Regions from separate parts of the Oryzias latipes genome. Here region 1 is linked to region 2. Evidence: chromatin contacts called from public Hi-C data. All regions are on one chromosome and are shown on one strand. Each heading gives the region's core, a stretch centred on a gene start, on an enhancer-like site or on the middle of the called end of the contact. The rest is flanking DNA. Distances are from core to core; before and after follow the strand shown.

Evidence for each region. Hi-C and Micro-C count contacts between places; a contact is called where the count stands out from the background.
Region 1: a Hi-C map of embryo shows a contact between it and region 2, with 2.7 times the contacts expected there. The contact joins the promoter of rttn here to the promoter of timm21 in region 2. A contact is called at or near these places in 3 of 5 Hi-C or Micro-C datasets (embryo and fibroblasts).

Annotation. Positions count from the first base shown.
Region 1 is chr20:15,876,643-15,881,061 of ASM223467v1, forward strand. It overlaps rttn (rotatin), which reads left to right and starts at 2,026. Exons shown (of 49, transcript XM_011488870.3): 1 at 2,026-2,176; 2 at 2,430-2,617; 3 at 2,730-2,919; 4 at 3,096-3,173; 5 at 3,260-3,350; 6 at 3,604-3,718. The coding sequence starts at 2,146.
Region 2 is chr20:15,517,630-15,522,625 of ASM223467v1, forward strand. It overlaps timm21 (mitochondrial import inner membrane translocase subunit Tim21), which reads right to left and starts at 3,453. Exons shown (of 7, transcript XM_023949957.1): 1 at 3,439-3,453; 2 at 3,025-3,329; 3 at 1,828-1,890; 4 at 1,599-1,696; 5 at 1,416-1,489; 6 at 842-947; 7 at 139-755. The coding sequence starts at 3,307. The coding sequence ends at 663.

The DNA of each region.
Region 1 (4,419 bases), core at 776-3,275, 360 kb after region 2:
ATTTCTGTAATAGATAACACGTATACTTGGTCTGCATTCAGCCATTTCTAAAGACTCTAAGAAAGAAATACTTTGAAATCCTGAAAAATTTTACTAACTCTTAGACGGGATTAAAAAAAGATGAAATGACCATAATCTGTCCATCCATTTAAATTCTTGAAGAACTGATGAGTAAATATGAACCCAAATCCTATTTGAGTCTAACTCCCAATGGAATTAAAAGCAGCATGATTGCATTATAATGATATCAAATTATCTTTTTCATACTTTGTCAATTATCACCCTACTATATTTTTCACGTCAAAGTGAGAGCTCTCAAATAATTACCATTCAATGGACACATTCAAATGATGATGTAATTGGATGTACTTAAGTTAAAAGGTTGTGCATATGAACTTTGATTCAGATTTTAATTTTGTTTGCAAAGATTTATAACATGACAGGATTATGTGGCTGCTTTCAGCTCGCTGATCCAAAAACACAGAGATGTGTGAAAACACCTGAGGCAGGTCACGATAAGTAATATTTATTCCGTTTTGTTTGCTCGATCAATATTTATTTTTATTTTTTATGTTTCAAAGGAAGGAATATCCCATTTGGTTGATGGCGATGCCCACTGCTAAAAGACATGGCAGTTCAAGTTTGCATGGCATACTCTGATTCACTGTTCATGCTGCATTGAAAATCCATTGCTTTTACATGTTTTCTTCCTTTTTAGGATGTCCCAGAAAAGAAAATTCACATTAGCATTTAGTTGATGTAAAATTATGCATTGGAAAGAATCAGTAGGAGAGATCATATTCCTTACATTTATGTCTTTTGAGGTGCTTTGTTAAATGCAAAAACCAATGCAAAATCCCTCTTTTCAAATGAAGTCATTGATGGCCAAAGTCCTTTGTTTTTTCCATTCCGTGTGAAGGAAAGACAGAACACAAGTCCTGCTTGAATTAATTGTACAAATTCAAATTTTTTAAAACAACGGTGCAACACAGGACAATCTCATTTAGTAGTGGATTTGTAATGATTATTGGGTTAAAATGGTCTGTATATATGTTAATGTTGGACTATAAATGATTTAGAGGAACAATCCCAGATTTTAATCGTCAGGTGATATTAAAAACACTTCAGGGGAGCGCTTTAGGTTAACGCAACATGTCAGTAATAAGATTGAGTCTTATAGAAAAAGCAACCCACATGCAGAGCATCATTAGAAAGAGAGGTTCACTGCTCTGTGAAAAAGAAAGACATGGTTTTGAAGAATCTCTCAAAGTATATTTTGCAAACAACATTGGTTGTTTTTGATGCTATAGATTAGAAATCCTTAAACCCTTCTGAAAACTTGTGAAAGGAATTAGCAAATTCTAACGAAAGCAAAACATAGGCTATGTAGGCTACACACAAGGACAAGATGACACTTTGTCTTTCCCACTCTCCTGAAGAAGTGCTCAGATAAAGTGGATGGCTGTTGTGTTCTAGATTTTTTGGAAATCAGAGGTGATCTGCACTCAAAAACAAAACATGTTTCAGATTGCTGTGGTACTTTAAGTCAAGAGCAAAACCTGTAACCAAAATGAAACAAACAAAAAAAGAAGAATAAACATGTTTTGTTTTTTTTAAAGAGGAAACACTCTGAGTACTTCAGGAACAAACTCCATAGACTAAGATGCTTAAACATAGTTTAAAAAAAATGTAATACATTGGTAAATGTTGACTTTGTACTATCTTTACTGCTGTAAAAGAAACAAAGCAACACAAAACAAAGAAAAAATAAGCAACTATTAAAGTGTTGTTTTAAAACTGATTTTATTAGATATTGGATAAATAATTGAGCTTTTTGTCATTAAAATAAGATATTTAATTTAAGAGTTTATTTATTTAAAACATAAAACAAAATAATAACAAAAAATAATAATTAGTGTAGGTTATTCATTGAGTCCTGAGTGTTTTAGATATCCCACACAATTTTGTTTCTTGAACGCACCCTGGTCTGACTTCCACAGGAAGTGGAATGACGTAGGCGGGACTGTTGAAAACAAACCCGGGCTGCCGCTGTTGACATGACGCCTGAGCACTTTGTAGTTAAATAAGCAGAGGTTCTATCTTTGGGTTTTGTGCACGAGCTTGTTATTTAGGACTGCAGTGGCCATGGAGTTATCTTCCCTGATTAAAAAAATTGGTAAGCTCTCCGCCTAGCTTAGTGATACGAAGCTGACTGTTAAAACTTGCAAAATACTTCACATGCTAGCCAGCATTAGCTAAGTCAAATATTTGTCGGTTCCCGTCGTTTATTTATAAGATAAGTAAGAATAAATCACCAAAGCTAATAATATTTACGAATTTTGTATTTGTTGTGGGTTATTATTCGCTAACTTTACTGAAAAGTTTCAAATGAGTTCAATGATGTGTGTTTTATTTTTTGTTAATCCCAGGTCACTCACTGGTAGAAATAAGAGTTAGAGCTCTGAAGAACATCCTGTGTAAACTGGACCATTCTTTGATTTCTGTAAATGACATCGTCCAAGAAAAGATGCTGTTTGTGTATCTTCTGGAGTGGTTCAACTTTCCAGAGGTGCCAATGAAGGAAGAAGTGCTTGGGCTGCTTTTAACTTTATCAAGGGTAAATACGAGTACATTACTTTTATTTTTGTTTGAAATTATCTATAAATCTGTACACACTCTGTTTTTACACCTTTACTTTGCATTTTATGAGTATTTATTTATCTTCAAAGCATCCCAGTGCAGCCCAGATGCTGAGAGACGTTGGGGCGGTAGACTTTCTCACTTCGCTATCTCCTAATCTGGAGCCCAGACTGCGAACTGTCATCGATGGAACCCTGGACCAGCTGTTTCAGCTTCCTGAGCTGCTCCCCAGTCATTCAGCTGTCTACTCACATGGAGCTCACTGTACAACTCCAACAGGTGCTGCAAGTTAAACCCAACATTTTTCTCTGTTGAGAATCTGTCATTTCACATTCTTGCAGATAAGCAGGGTGTCCTCCTATTGTTCTACACTCCAGCATCATATCATATGTAGTATATAAGTAAGATTTCCATAGCTGTTCTTCCCTCTGTTTGATGAACAGTTGTCTCAGCAGATGAAAACATACCCACAACAGGTTATTTTCACAAAGGCAAGCCCAGCAACATAGAAGTGCCACCCAAGAAGATAGCAGGTGACGGTTGTTTTCACTTTAATTGAAGGTGAAGCTTTTCTACACGGGAACTCGCGCTTTATATTCTCTTTCTTTCTTTTGTGCAGTAAATGAATCAGTGAGATGTCTGAAGTTCTCGGTGTTTCCTTGGCTGGCACTGACAAACACAGACAGGCACATACTTTCGTCTAACGAGAGGTGTGAAAACGCACCGTTTTTCTCTTTTTTTCTCTCATTTATAATAAACTTTTGTCAAACTACAACTTTATCCTTTCAAAAAATATGAAAAAAGTATTAATTTGTAAAGAATAGTTAAGCATAATGGCAAAGTTAGTCTTTGACAAAAGGGATTTTATTGTGCAATACTCTATAAAAAAAAAACCATTTGTTTTTGGAGGCTTTTAGGCGAAATCTTCACGTGATCTTAACTGCTTCCATTCTTTTTCCACAGCTCTCTGGGGAGCACTAATCCTAACTTGGTGCGAACCACATGTGAACTTCTGTGTGATGTTATTATGCAGGACTTTCCTGCAGAGATTTTCCTTCAAAGACCTGGAATTGTGAAGGTATTATTGCATTACTATTTCATTTAAATGATTGTAGTTGTAATGGGAAATTGTAAAAATGTCCTACTTTGAATTTGTCTTTGATTAATACCAAAGAAAAATCTATAAACTGCATTTTGTGTTGACATAAAGCAGTTTTAAGAAAGAAAGAAAAGACCTTTGGCTGCCTAATGTTTTTATTTTTATAACTTCACCTCAAAGCAGTAAACCCCATTTTTAGCAGCTTGGAAAATCAACTTCTAATGGATTTATTGAAGGTTTACTCTAATTTAGTTGTTGTCAAAAACTGTCCTTGATGAAAACATTCATTTATGAATGTCCCAGATTGTGAAGAGGGTTGCTCTGTAAAGGTTTGCATTACCTGAACAGACAGCCGTGAGACCAATCATGCTGCAGCTTTTTCTGATGTTGAAATTCTTTCACAAAACATTTTCTCTACTCCACTTTTATTGCTTTTGTTTAGAGGAATTTAAATAACCAATGTCTACAGCTCTGAAAGCCCCACTCTGATCATCTTTTGATCTATTTTCAAAGCAGTCCCAGTGATCTTTAAATTATGATTGTGCCATTTTAGCCTAAATTAGAATCAATTTCTAGGAAGTAGTTTCTGCAGAGCGGCAGTAGCTCATTAGAAATTCACTTTGATGAGTTGTGGGCGGGACTGTTTGTGCAGAGTAAGCCCACCCCCCTTCCCATCATCC
Region 2 (4,996 bases), core at 2,203-4,702:
AAATTTGAAAGAGGGTGTGTTAAAAAGGAGATTCGTGTGAAAAAAAAACTCTTTTGGGGGTGTCAAAAGCTGTAGCAATGGGGACATATTTGTTAAAATTGACTAAGTAAAAAAAAAAAAAAAAAGATTTGTTAGACATTTTTCTGCAAGTTTTTATTTAAAATTCAGTGTAAATCATGTTAATAGGTTATTTAATTAAATTAGGGTTGCTACACATTTTACTAGATTTTCAAAATACTAAATTCTGCAGCTCCATCTGGTGATTCTTTTTTATTCACATTTTTACATGTAAAACAACAAAAAAGGATAAAGTAAGTTTGAATGGAGTAAAACATCCCCTACATTTAAAAGCAAAATTTGATCAAATTCATGTTTTATAGCATATTAGTTCTGTAGAATGTGATCATTTGTAAAAGCATACATTTATCTTCAAAAAAATATCTCTGTATGTTCTATTTACAAATTACTATTGTATTTTCATTAACACTGCGATAGAGAAGCTTTCTACCAAATGCTGAGAAATAATTTTATTAACCAATCCATTTCTTAAAATTTCACAATAATATATTCAGGAAAAAGCCATTTATTTAGTTCACAGACATGAAACCCTGCTTTACAAGTGCAAACGTCTTGACTTGTCCCCTGAGTGTCAGAAAAGCTCCTCATCTGTTGTCCTCCACAACAATAGTCCGTCTCGGGTAGGTATCTATTTCTACAAATACATAACGGAATTCATACTTTCCAGTTTCAAGATTCTGCAAAACAACAAGGATACCATTATCTCAACTGATCAAAAAATCCACACAAGAAACAACAGGTTTCCATTTAAATAAAGACTTACCTCTTTAGACTCTGAATGCACCGTCCCTTTCAGGCCCGGCTCCGATCCCTCAATGTAAAACTTTAGTCTCATGTGCTTAAGTCCATCCTTTACATACTCCACGTGACTGAAGTGGAAATATGAGAATAAGGAATAAAAAAACTCCAACAATAACATATATATGTAATAACCTTAACATTTTGTAACTCCATTCTTCCAGAGCTCCAGATTCTCAGATGCTTACAATAAATCAGCACGAATACCACGTTAGCTCTTCAAAAGACAATAAAAACTTTTATGTTTCATAGCTGTGGGGTCTGAAACTAAATTCTCCTTCATGACAAGTTTTGCATAAACGTTGAAGGAAATTCAATGCTGCTGAAAATATGATTTATAGCTGATGTTCACAGGTTGTGATTCTGAAAGGAAGTCCTTCAAATCCTGCAAAAGCATTTCCTCTAAAACTAAAGGCAGCTGCTTGTTATGCCAAGTTTGATCAGATTTACTGTATTCTATACCATGAATCAATGAATGCTAAAGCAACATTTTGCAAGTAAGAAAAAGTTCAATAAGATAAGATAAAGTGTCAACACACCTGACTTGCTGCCTTCTCCCTCGGCGGGTGGTCTCACCGTAACATTTAATTGGTTCTCCAAATGCCCCAATAACCTGCAATTGATTATGTATTTCTTACTTTTATTTTGGAAAAACAATGATTTCTAGCCATTTCAACAGTAAAAAAATATTGATAGGAGACGCCGTCTGGCTTGATTTTTACCTCTGGGTGCGACCTGACTTTGTCAAAGGCTCTGCTGTAGACTTTATTTGGGCTGGTAGAGGAAAACAGCTCTTGGAACACCACATATAACAGCCCCCCTGACCAACACAGCAGAAAACTGCAGCTGATTATTTAGGTTGTGTGTTCTGGGACCAAATAAATAAATATATAAACAAGCAATGTGGGATTGTTGTGTAGCCATTCCTTGGACTCGTGCAGTTCAATTCACCTGTTACTCCAAGCCCGATGAGGACCACGATCAGGTAGGTGAAGTCTCTCCCAGCATCTTTGACTGAAAGACAAACAGAGCAGAGGCTCTTGAGTGGCCAATGCATAGTGGAAGAGTTTAGATTTATAAGCAAAATTTAACCCAGAGTGAAAATATTCCAGGTTTGATATAAAAGGAAACTGTGTGTCTGTGCAGACGGGTAGCTCTATTAGACTGCGGCTATAAGAGATGACAAGAGGAGGAGGAACTCATCAACATAACGTTAGGTCTGGCCCTCTAGTATGCCCCGAGGTATTATGATGACAAGTCCTAAAGATCTTTAGTTAGTTAGTTTCTGCAGAGCAGCAGTAGTTCAATAGAAATTGACCACTGTGCTGTTGGCGTGGAGCAAGCCTGCTCCACTTCCCATCACCAACCTATTACCCGCTCCCCCTCACACCCCCAACCTAACGTTACCAGAGTTAGTAATTACTTCATTACTTTAAAAATAATGACATAAAAATAGAATAAAGGAGCAAATTCTTGGTCTGGAATATATATATTCCAATGCTGGAATAAATGCAAAATGAAATATATCCATTGATTTGATGAATTAATGCAGAATTTATCTTCAAGATTAATTTGGATTTTCTTTTCTTTTTTCAATAAACCTTGTTCAATTGGATTTGGCATTGCTTATTTCAAGCAACCAAAGCAAAAACAATGCTGAAAACTACACAATCAACATCCATACAAACTAAGATGTATCAAACATAGAATATTTAGTCATTTAATTAAAGATGGCTTGAAAGGGAGTGGAAGGAAGCAAACTTATCAAACTTAACATTTTCTTTACATGAAGTATCCGGTTCATAACTTCTAAGCGGATATTTATACCTTACCAACACAGTTTCAGGTCATTAAGAATCTTTAGGTATCAATAAATCACATGAAAAAGATGAAGTACATAAAGTGAGTGAATGAGGTATAGACTAAAGAGGGCCCAGAACAGAAACCTGAGGAACACCACAGGAAAGGGAGTAGGAGTTATTACTTGCCAAGAAACTTTGAAAGCAGCTTTGGTTGTAAGAAAACAAAATGGGCGGTCCTAAAACAAGATTTTTAGTTTTTTCTAAATAAAATAGTAGCTTTAAACCCCATTTAAAGAGACAAGACAGTAAATATGCGTTTAGTTGCACAAATCTGAAATGGGCATACCTTTCTGAGCAGAGGACACTTTAGGACTCTGGTAGGCAGAAACAGACCTGTGCTTCTCCTCCTTGTTTCTGAGGATAACGTGAACAGAAAAGCGTCTTCGTGTTTGACAGAGACAGCTCAGGGCGGACACAGGAGCCTCTGACCCACGGACGGACAGGCCGGGGATGACCGCTCCTGCTCTGCGTGTGAACAACAGCACGCCAGCCTGCTGCACGGGGAGAAATGTTTTCCCGGAGCTCCGCACACTTTGTTGCACGGCTTTTAAAATGTGCGTGAAAGACATTATTTTATCCGACGGACAATATCTGAAAAAAAGAAAAGAAAACAGCAGCTCATCTACTGAAAATAAGAATCAAATAACAGCGGTCTTTCATGGTAACATGGAATTGCAATGCTGGAAACCGCCATTCAGACCTCTGATTCACTGACCTGCTGGGTCGATCAGACGTCGAGGATTTTCTAAAGATGGCTACTGCCCCCTTCTGTCCCGGATGTCAAACTGCAGCCTTATTTGTGGTCTGGGGCTTTTTTGACCTTACGTCGTATTTCGCTTTATTGATTTATCTTCAAATCGGTTTTTGCGGCAATGCTTGATTTCCATCCTCTTTTTAAAAACCCACACTTCGTTTTACTGATTTTGTTTTCATTATACTGCACAATAACTCCACAATGAAGTTGAAACTGTCCAAAAAAGTCAATTCTGAGTGATAAATGTGGTCTTTTTTCTGCTAAAGATTCAAGATTCAAGAATTCTTGAAAAAAGACCACATTTTTTAGCAGAAAAAATGTGGTCTTTTTTCTGCTAAAACAATGATTAAAAAATTGAGATCAAACAGTTTTTATGTTTTATAACAAAGGTAAAACGTGTTGAGACAAAACAAAGTTATAAATCCAAAAAAACAAAACATGCAACAATTTAGACATACTTAATTAGAAGCAGAGTTTTTTCAACATAAAAATAATTCACTTAAGGTTTCAAACTTATTGACTTGGTACTTAGGATTATGTAAATACTTTAAATAGACCCTTAATTAATACAAGTTTTTTTTTTAATTACAGGTATAATTTATTTTAAAAGGATCCTTTCATGTTGATAAAAAATGAAAGGAAAACAAATTACTGCTCACTACAGCATTACTGGCTAAGGACTTAAATGCACAGCAGACATGAATATGTATTTGCTGAATGGCTGTTTGAGTCAGCACTCCCACAAATTTCAGAAACATCTGATAAATGCATATATTTTCTTTCCTATTTCAATTAAAGTTGCACTTTCCTGAAAGCAAATCCACATGATTGAGATTTTATAACAATGTTATTTAGTGTCTTTGTGATTATCAATTACATTTTTGGGGCTGCTTGAAGTTGATTTATTCCGAAACAATATTCCTGTCTGTTTTTATTCAAATTTTTGTTCAAAATAAGTTTAAAATGTTTGAAAACGTATCTTTAATGTGTTCACTAAATGTTTATCCTGTTCGGCCCACAACCTGGACCCCTGTGCAATTGAGTTTGACACCCTTGTAATACGAGTATATAAAATTCTTACATTTGTGTTGATTTTTGTGTTAATTAAAAATAGGGAACACAAAACGATGTGGTCAATGTGGGTGTGGGGGGGGTTGTAAGTCAGTGTAGAACTGCCACTGAACAAAATATTTCCATTGTCACACCAGCTTCCTTCTTCCTCAGGGGATTGGTCAAATACAAAACTGGTCAATTTGTAATATAATCTATAATAAAGCAAGAATAAATAAATAACAAACACAGATTTTGTTTTAATTTTCTGGCTACTCTTGTTGGGGATCACCACAAAATCCTCCCACGTCGTTTGGCTTCAGTTTTACAGCGGATGGCGTCTTGGACTCAACCCTCTGCCTTTACCCAGACTCGGGACGGGTTTGTGGAAATGCTGAAGAGTGGCCCCATGTTGTCGCATTTGAAACTCAAATAAGAGAAAAACGTTGCCACA